Regions from separate parts of the Zea mays genome. Here region 1 is linked to region 2. A link is a contact called in public Hi-C data. All regions are on one chromosome and are shown on one strand. The core of a region is the stretch at or near the end of the contact, and the rest is flanking DNA. Distances in the headings are between cores, read along the strand shown.

Evidence for each region. Hi-C and Micro-C count contacts between places; a contact is called where the count stands out from the background.
Region 1: a Hi-C map of leaf mesophyll shows a contact between it and region 2, with 2.7 times the contacts expected there. The contact joins the promoter of LOC103640889 here to the promoter of LOC100276170 in region 2. A contact is called at or near these places in 5 of 25 Hi-C or Micro-C datasets (ear, leaf, leaf mesophyll and 1 more).

Annotation. Positions count from the first base shown.
Region 1 is chr10:16,172,366-16,176,660 of Zm-B73-REFERENCE-NAM-5.0, reverse strand. It overlaps LOC103640889 (thioredoxin M-type, chloroplastic-like), which reads left to right and starts at 1,597. Exons shown (of 2, transcript XM_008664343.3): 1 at 1,597-2,030; 2 at 2,133-2,640. The coding sequence starts at 1,832. The coding sequence ends at 2,458. It overlaps LOC100279192, which reads right to left. Exons shown (of 9, transcript NM_001152216.1): 9 at 3,485-4,295. The coding sequence ends at 4,090.
Region 2 is chr10:15,645,722-15,649,765 of Zm-B73-REFERENCE-NAM-5.0, reverse strand. LOC100276170 reads left to right here and starts at 1,843. Exons shown (of 8, transcript NM_001150020.2): 1 at 1,843-2,029; 2 at 2,678-2,753; 3 at 2,918-2,991; 4 at 3,114-3,316. The coding sequence starts at 1,937.

The DNA.
Region 1 (4,295 bases), core at 348-2,847, 530 kb before region 2:
TCATGTATGCCTTCAAACACATGGCCATCAACCCTAATCAGCTTCAAAAGGCCAACAACCCACTTTGTGGTTTTAGTGAAGAGGCCACCCTGTCCATTACAAAAATAACACTATCAGTTTTGTTCAGAGTCACCCCCAATGTGAGGACCAAACACATAACATTTGACATAGTGGACATGGCCTACCCATAAAACTCCATCCTTGGACAGGGTGCAATCAACAAGTTTGAGGCAGCCATACATGGCATGTATGCATGAAAATCCCTAGGACACTTGAGCAAATCGTAGTCTAGAGGGATCAACAAGTCACCTGCAACACAGAGAGGGACTTCACCCCCCGAACAGTACAACGTCCACTGCCTTGCGAAGGAGGGCGAGGGCACAATGTTGAGGTCCTAAAGCCTCAAGATGTTTCGCGAGCTAGGGAGGTGTCTGTAGAAGACTATGACATGGACTAACATTTGAATTTGGGTCCTGATGTACTGTTAGAGATGGCTAGTGTTGCGGGTAAGGCCACTTCGTTTTGTTGGTTTTTTCATTTCTTACCTTTTTCACGTTTTTTGTTTTGACTTGCAAGTGTTAGCGCGAAGACCACTCCTTGGTGGTTGTAGACCGCACACTTAGGAAATGTCCAGCGGAGGAGCTGAGCATGTGGTTGCATTTTTGTGCCTCCATCATGTTTTGTCTTGCAAGTGTTAGCGTGAACACCGCTCCTTGGTGGTTGTGTACTACACACCCAGGAAATGCCTCATGGAGGGGCTGAGCATGTGGTCACATTTATGCGCCTCCACCGACCGCTGAAGTATACACCATCTATGACGATTTCTCCTAATTCCATAGTATGCATCTATGTTTTATCCCATCTAATGGCTAGTGCTGAGGGGATGAGATACTGAAGTTTTATAATGTTCTCCAAGATCTTTTATGTAACTTTTCCTTTTTATATTTAAAAATAAATGAAATTTCTATTTTATATCTCAACTTAAAAAATTACAATTATGGGTACTTGTCGCGTCAGTGGGGAGCAGTATAGACCTGTATTGTTTTGTTTTTTTATTGAGCAGTTCTTGTTGCACCTTACCCGAGCGCTAGGGCTCCTGTCGCTCAATGGCAGTGCGGCAGGGAGCTTGTCGCTCGGTGGGTGAGCGGCTGGGGACCTGCCGCTCTGTGGCTAAGTGTCAGGTCCCCGCTATATAATCATTTCTATCCCTCTAGAATCTCATTTGTGTCATTTTCAATACAGAGAAGAGTCCATGGAGGGGTAATGGAGCTCTGTCTGATTTTGTGTGTCTCGTGACTCGTTATGTTAAAATCTACCTATTCCTTTCAAGTCGGTTTATATTGTAATTCACATATATGTATATAAAATAATTGTTAATATTTATTTAGTTGCTTAGATTGTTTTACCTCATGCTGTAGGTATACATAAATGTATTTTTTTCGAAATCTGGATATACATTTGAAATTTCGATTATTTTTAAACATAAAAAGGAAAAGTTTTCATCTTCTTACCACGTTAGCTGAATTAGAGGCGTGAGGCGGCCCAGGGCAGACAGCAGCGCGCGCACATAAACGATGCCAGAAGAAAAGGAAGCTTATGTGGGTGGCAACGCAGGAGCTGGAAAAAAAACACCTCATCCACATGCAGAGCCGCAGGCCCTGCCCACCTCACAATGCCACCCCAGCCTGCTCCCAAATATCCATGATGTCCGGGAAACAAATCCTATCCCCGCCGCCTACGCCGGCCGTTCGCGCTCACCTACTCACCACATTCGTTCTCGCCGTGGACGCGCGCGTGAGGTGAGTGAGACCACCACGCCAGACAAGAATTAATGGCCCTGGAGACGTGCTTCAGAGCGTGGGCGCTGCACGCCGCCCCTGCTGGCAGCAAGGACAGGCTCCTCGTCTGCAGCAGCGGCGGTAACCTGGTGCTGCCGTCGAAGCGGGTCGCGGCCGCGCCGCTGTCCGTCGGCCGCGTCGCCACGCGCCGGGCGCGGCACGTCTGCCAGTCCAAGAACGCCGTGGACGAAGGTAATATTATATAGGAGTAAGTTTCGGTGCCTGCGAATATATATATAAATAAACTGACGATGAGCCTCGCCCGCGTCGCGTCGCTGGTGGCTCCGTGGGCAGTGCTGGTGGCGGACGAGAAGAACTGGGACGGGATGGTGATGGCGTGCGAGACGCCGGTGCTGGTGGAGTTCTGGGCGCCGTGGTGCGGGCCGTGCCGGATGATCGCGCCGGTGATCGACGAGCTGGCCAAGGACTACGCCGGCAAGATCATGTGCTGCAAGGTGAACACGGACGACAGCCCCAACGTGGCGTCCACCTACGGCATCCGCAGCATCCCCACCGTGCTCATCTTCAAGGGCGGCGAGAAGAAGGAGAGCGTCATCGGCGCCGTCCCCAAGTCCACGCTCACCACCCTCATCGACAAGTACATCGGTAGTAGCTCATGAGCGCGCGAGAGAGGCAGCCCATGTCTCGTGATGTGCCCCCGAGCTGCATCTGCATGCATGGGATACTGGGATCGATGATACATGTGCCCAGCTCGCGCATAAACACCATGTATCTCTAGCCTTGCCCTTGCATATATATGGATGGATATATGATATGACGATGATGCGTAATGCGTTCATTCGGTTCAGGCAGCCAGCCCTCTGCTACTGCTCCGTCATAGCCTTGCCCTTGCATCACATGGACCTGCCTGGGCAGCATCAACGGCGTAGTGTGCTGTGGCAACGCCGGCGTAGTCTGCTAGTGTTGAAACAACATTCATTCTTGTGATCATTTTATCGAGCAGCTAGAGCACACGTGAGCCATGGCGAGCAGCATCTACGGCGTGATCTGCAGTGGCAATGCCACATCCTGCGCTCGCCGTGCCGAGGTTGCGCCCCGACGGACAGTGCTCCACGCCATTGTCCAGATCGAGACCGGCGATGGAGTGTCCGCTTCGACTGGTTGTCGTCGGCGTCATGGTCATCCATGGAGATACAGTAGCGGTGGGTAGGTAGGTTATGGGAGAAGTGCGACGGGCGGATGGAGGAAGAAGTGCGTTCGTGAAGGAGGATAGAAGAATCTCTAATAAGCTCCTTTTGAGGAGAGATAAAATGATTATCATAATCTAGGCTTCAAATTGTATAATCTACTCATAATCTGCTTGATTGTTTGTCATCTTGATTATTTACAATGGATTATATAATCTACACAGATTATAATCAGAAACAAACGGGTCTAGTTTCATATTGCCACTGCTCCTACTATTATTTATTGCCCAACTCGTTGCTAACTTCAGCCACTGCTCACATCCAGCCTTCTGGCTACCGAACAAAGACTTGTGACACAGATACTCTCCAGAGCTGAACATCACCAGCCCGTCACAATACAAATACTCACGAGTGACACATACTAACGTAAACTCACAGCCGGACTACCAACCCATTTTTAATCCAACAAATGAAACGAGAGGAACGCCGTGGTCATGTGAAAGATCAACCTGCTTAAACGAGAGCATTTATCAGAAACACAGGTACACAGATGACACACCAAGATTCACACTCCCTTCAGAATTTTTTTCCTGCTGCTTTCCACTAGTTAATAACAGCTTATACATGGTACAGCAAAGCTACAATGAGATTCTTGGCCATCAAAGGTGGAAATAGGTGCTCATGCTTTCACAACTTACGGAGAGCCATGGTACACAAGAGTACAGACTGCAAGAGAGAAATCGTTGTCATCCAACCTGGAAAAACAGGGGAAAGAAAGACGCCCTGATCTTGCCCCAGTTTGGAATCCGCCAACACTTGCACCCACAATGAGTCCCATGTGAAAGTAGGCTCTGATTCACGGGGCCTCACTTTTGCAGAACACAATGGGAGACAGCCATACAGACAGTTGATGTAACATGTACCGATCAGCGCTCATGTTTCATATTCGCTGTAACATGTAGCATGCACCATCAGTAAGAACACTCCGCTTCTGAGGGAGGGCAGGTTGTGGTGAGGCGTAACTTTTGTGTTGTCAGTGATGGACCGACCCAGCAAGGATAACTGTATAATATTAGGTGCGAGCTTTCTGACTCCTGCTCACTCTACTGAGCAGGCTTCCAGTCGTATTGAAGGTTATTGAAGCTGTTTGCAGCTCTAAGGCCCCCAAGCAATTGGTTTCCTAAATCGCGCTGTTGCTGCTGGTGGGCCAACTGTGTCAGGTCATGCGCACTGTGATTCATCACGGTCCTTCCATTCATTGCCAATGCGTTGTTCCCCATCGCCGTTCTCATTTGTTGACCAAGGCCAC
Region 2 (4,044 bases), core at 594-3,093:
TTCCTCCCCCGCCTGGCCGCCTGCAACCACGCGCCAGATCCCGATCTTGCTGCGATCCATGGCGTCATCTCCGCAGCCGCCGCCGTCGTTCGCCGCGCAAAACCCTACCGCGCAGGGCTCAAGCCAAGGGCTACCAGGCTCCGGGGTGGGGGCTCTCTCCGGGGCGTTCGCCAACCTCTAGATCTCCCGCGGCACGGCCCCACCACCCACCTTAGCCGCGTGTCCGGGCCCTCCACCGTCCGCTGCCCGTCCTGCCTTCCCTGGCAGCCCACCCACACCGCCGTTCGTGCGGGCGCCGACGCCGTCAACTTCCGCCTCGCCGCCCTTTGGCGGAGAGCCTGGGTAATGTCCCAGCCATCGCACCGTTCGGAGGGCCTCCAGGTGCGTCGTCTCAGCCGTTGCTGCCGTTCGGTGTCCCCCCAGGTGGTGTCCCAAGCCCCTTCCCCGTTTGGAGGCCCTTCTGCGACGGCATCGCAAGCGTCTTCGCCTTTTGTTGGTCACTCTGTTGCTGCGTCTCAGGGGGATGTGCCACGCGCAGAGGGGAGACGGAGGGTTTCGCGGCAGCGGGCGTGCGGGCTTGAGGGCGTGCGAGATGCGCGGTGGCGGATTTCGTGGCGTGCGGGCGTGTGGGCGGTGCGGTAGCGGAGGGTTTTGCGGCAGAGGGCATGCGGGCTTGAGGGCGTGCGAGATGCGCGGCGGCGGATTTCGCGGCGGTGGAGGCGGGCATGGGGGCGTTCGGTTGCGGCGGGCTTCGCGGGGGCTGGCAGACGTGCGGTAGCGGGGGCATTGGGTAGCGACGAGGGCAGTCTACAATACCTCCTTAATAGTTAGTACAGATTAAAGCATGTCTTTAATGACCTTCGTCTAATGAGCATTATCCTCACATGGGGATAACGCTTCGGAAGACGAAGATCCCTTATCCATAACGATTGTGTTGCCTTGTTCTTGATTCATAGCATTTGAGAACAAGTGATCAATATCTTACTTAGAAACTCTGAGGTTGATCTTATAAACCTGTGAATAAAAAACTAGACAAATTAGTTAGTTTATAGGGTTGTAATGGTCATCAAGCACCAAAAAAAATACAAAAATGGTTTGAGGTTATTTCCCTTTCACCACCCGACCGGACCCACTCGAAAAAACCGACCCAACCAACCCGATCTAGCCAATACAACGGGCGGGGTGCAGGCCATAGTTTTTAACAACAATAATCCACAAGCTGGGCACCTCGCGACACACCTAACAGGAAAGCCTAGGCCAACCCTATCTGATCCTAAGCATAGGTTGGATACAGACTGTGTCAATGACCTACGATCTAATCCGAATTCGATCTGACTCGATATTTGAACATGTCTATATGTTGAAAATGGTGGGAACCATTTTTTTGCTCTCGTCATATTGTATTTTTTACTGTTTAATAACTATGCGCGAGTGATTCTTAAATGGAGCTTTGAAACATCTGCATGAGGCTGACTGCAGCGGCAGCCGTGCCATGCCCCCTCCCCTTGCACTGTGTACGCGTAGAGGGCCTCTACGTGCGTAGCGGTTGCCTCCAAATGGCTTCTTACGCGTTGCAGCGGGCCGCGTCCGTCCCCCAGATCAAGGAGAGCATTGTATCGCCCCCTTGCACAGTACTCCTCTATTTAATAGTTGAAAAAATAGTAAAAAAGATGAATATGGTTAGATAATGATATTTTATAGTTATAGTGGGGTATAGGGGGAGAATATAGGGAGAACCGCTGCGGGGGATGAAAAAGTAGATAATAAAATGTTGATGATATGACGCAAAAAATGATATAGAAGGAAAAATTTAGAGACAGTCGCTGCGGATAGTTGTTCCATATTCGAAAAAGCAAAAATGATATGCACGTCACAATAGTTGTTCCCCAGATTTGTTTTGTCACGCGCCCCGCCCGACGCCCGCCACGGCGCCACCATGTCGCAGGCTACGGAGGTCGTCGGAAACCCGTACGCCGCCGAGCTCGCTGCAGCCAAGAAGGCCGTCGCCCTAGCGGCCCGCCTCTGCCAGGTTACGTGGTCTGATCCAGATCTCCCTTTCTGTTTGTCGCCTGTTCCTTCCGGCATCCTCTCCCTTCGGTAGTTTGTTCGTTGGTACATTTGCTCGGGCATACTAGACAAAGTTTGTGTTCAGAGTTTTGTCGGATGGATAAGATTTGTTTAGTTTGTAAATTCCCGATGAATCCGTGTGACTTACTGGGTAGAAGGCAGCCCAGTTCTTTCTGGGAAAGATGAATATATGCTTGGTAGGAGGAAATATACACGAAATGCATTATGCTTATTGATCGGCCAGATTGAAAACACAATCCCTAGCTGAAACTGAGCTCTGAAGCAGTTAGCTCAAGTTGCATCTTCTGATTTTTTTTTAACAAAGACATCTTTTGAATTGTCGGAGCAACCATTGGAGGAATCATGGCAAGCTTCTAGGGTTGAGTCCGTATATCTTGGGATAAAAAGATATTACAGAAATGGGGAGTCATTCATGACTTATACCTAGTAGGACACTGTTTTATGTGGTGATTCAGTTGGCATTTGATACCGAGATCGAGTTGCTGACAATCATTGCTCTAGTTTCTGTATTTTCTTGGACTTGATGATCCCAATTTCCCGTTGTATTTACTTGTTTCCTCTTCCCCTATGTTTCCCAATGTTTCTTCAGAGAGTGCAGCGGAGCATTTTGCACTCTGACATTCAATCGAAGGCAGACAAGACTCCTGTTACAGTTGCGGATTATGGTACATGAGCATACTGAAACTGTTGTAATTTATAAAGAATGTGGAGAGTATGTCTATGATATGTTCTCCATCAGTTGGAACCCTTTCGGAATGAAAACTAGACATGTGGCCTTCTGCATATTCTGAACTTTTGATTTAATTGCTACTCTTGGTTTCACGACCAGGATCACAGGTACTGGTATGTCTGGTCCTGAAGAAGGAATTGCCTTCTCACTCTTTCTCAATCATAGCTGAAGAGGTAACCAGCATATGCTTCATTTTGTCTTGTTATTGTACATATATCACATAAGCATTTTCCTGTGTTTTTTGCATGTAATTTTCCTGCAATTAATTGGTTAATGTAAATTTGTACTTTTACAGGATTCAAAAGACTTGAGAGAAGATGGTGCCCAAGAAATTATAGAACACATTACCACCCTCATTAATGAAACCATCGTAAATGATGGTTCATACAACATGTCGTTATCTAAGGAAGATGTGCTTTCTGCAATTGATGGTGGTAAATCTGAGGGAGGTCCATCTGGGCGACATTGGATATTAGACCCAATAGATGGCACTAAAGGGTGAGTTTGATAACTTACACCTACTAATTCCATGTTTTACCAACTAATATGTCTTATGTACTCAGGTTCTGCAAAACTAGGCCTGCCAAATTGTACTAGCATACTTAGGTGCCGTTTGGTTCACATATTTGTAACGTGATGGGTAACTGATAATGTTAGATTATATTTGCTTAGGTCCAACCGTAATCAGATACCACACTAGGAACTAATACCAGTCTATTCAAACTTGTTAACATTGGTACTCAAGTGTGAATCATTACCGTTGTCATTTACGTTACATTTCGTGAACCAAACAACACCTTAGTGTTATCCTTTACCATTGATGTACAATTTATCTCTGGTTTCCTCGTTGGAAGTCATTACACTCGCATGGAGTCATGGAAGAACTTTACATGGGAGAGCACAGTGATATCCTTTTTTCCCCGTAAACTAGATGCATCAGATGACTTGACTTTATATGATTTGGTCTATTTGTTTTGTATATACAAAATGCAACAGGTCACAGAGTTGAACTGTTTACTAGTACCTTGCATTGCTTCTCCATTCACATATCTAAGGGTGGTAATGGGCCCTAAATTTACACTATAAAATTGAAGGATCGGATCGGATTAGGATCAAACTCTATTTCTATTCATTTTTGAACTAAAATTAATTAAGGGCTCAAATAAATTGTGAAGAGACATTTGGATCGTGGTCCATTACCAGCCCTGCACATACCTGGTTAATTA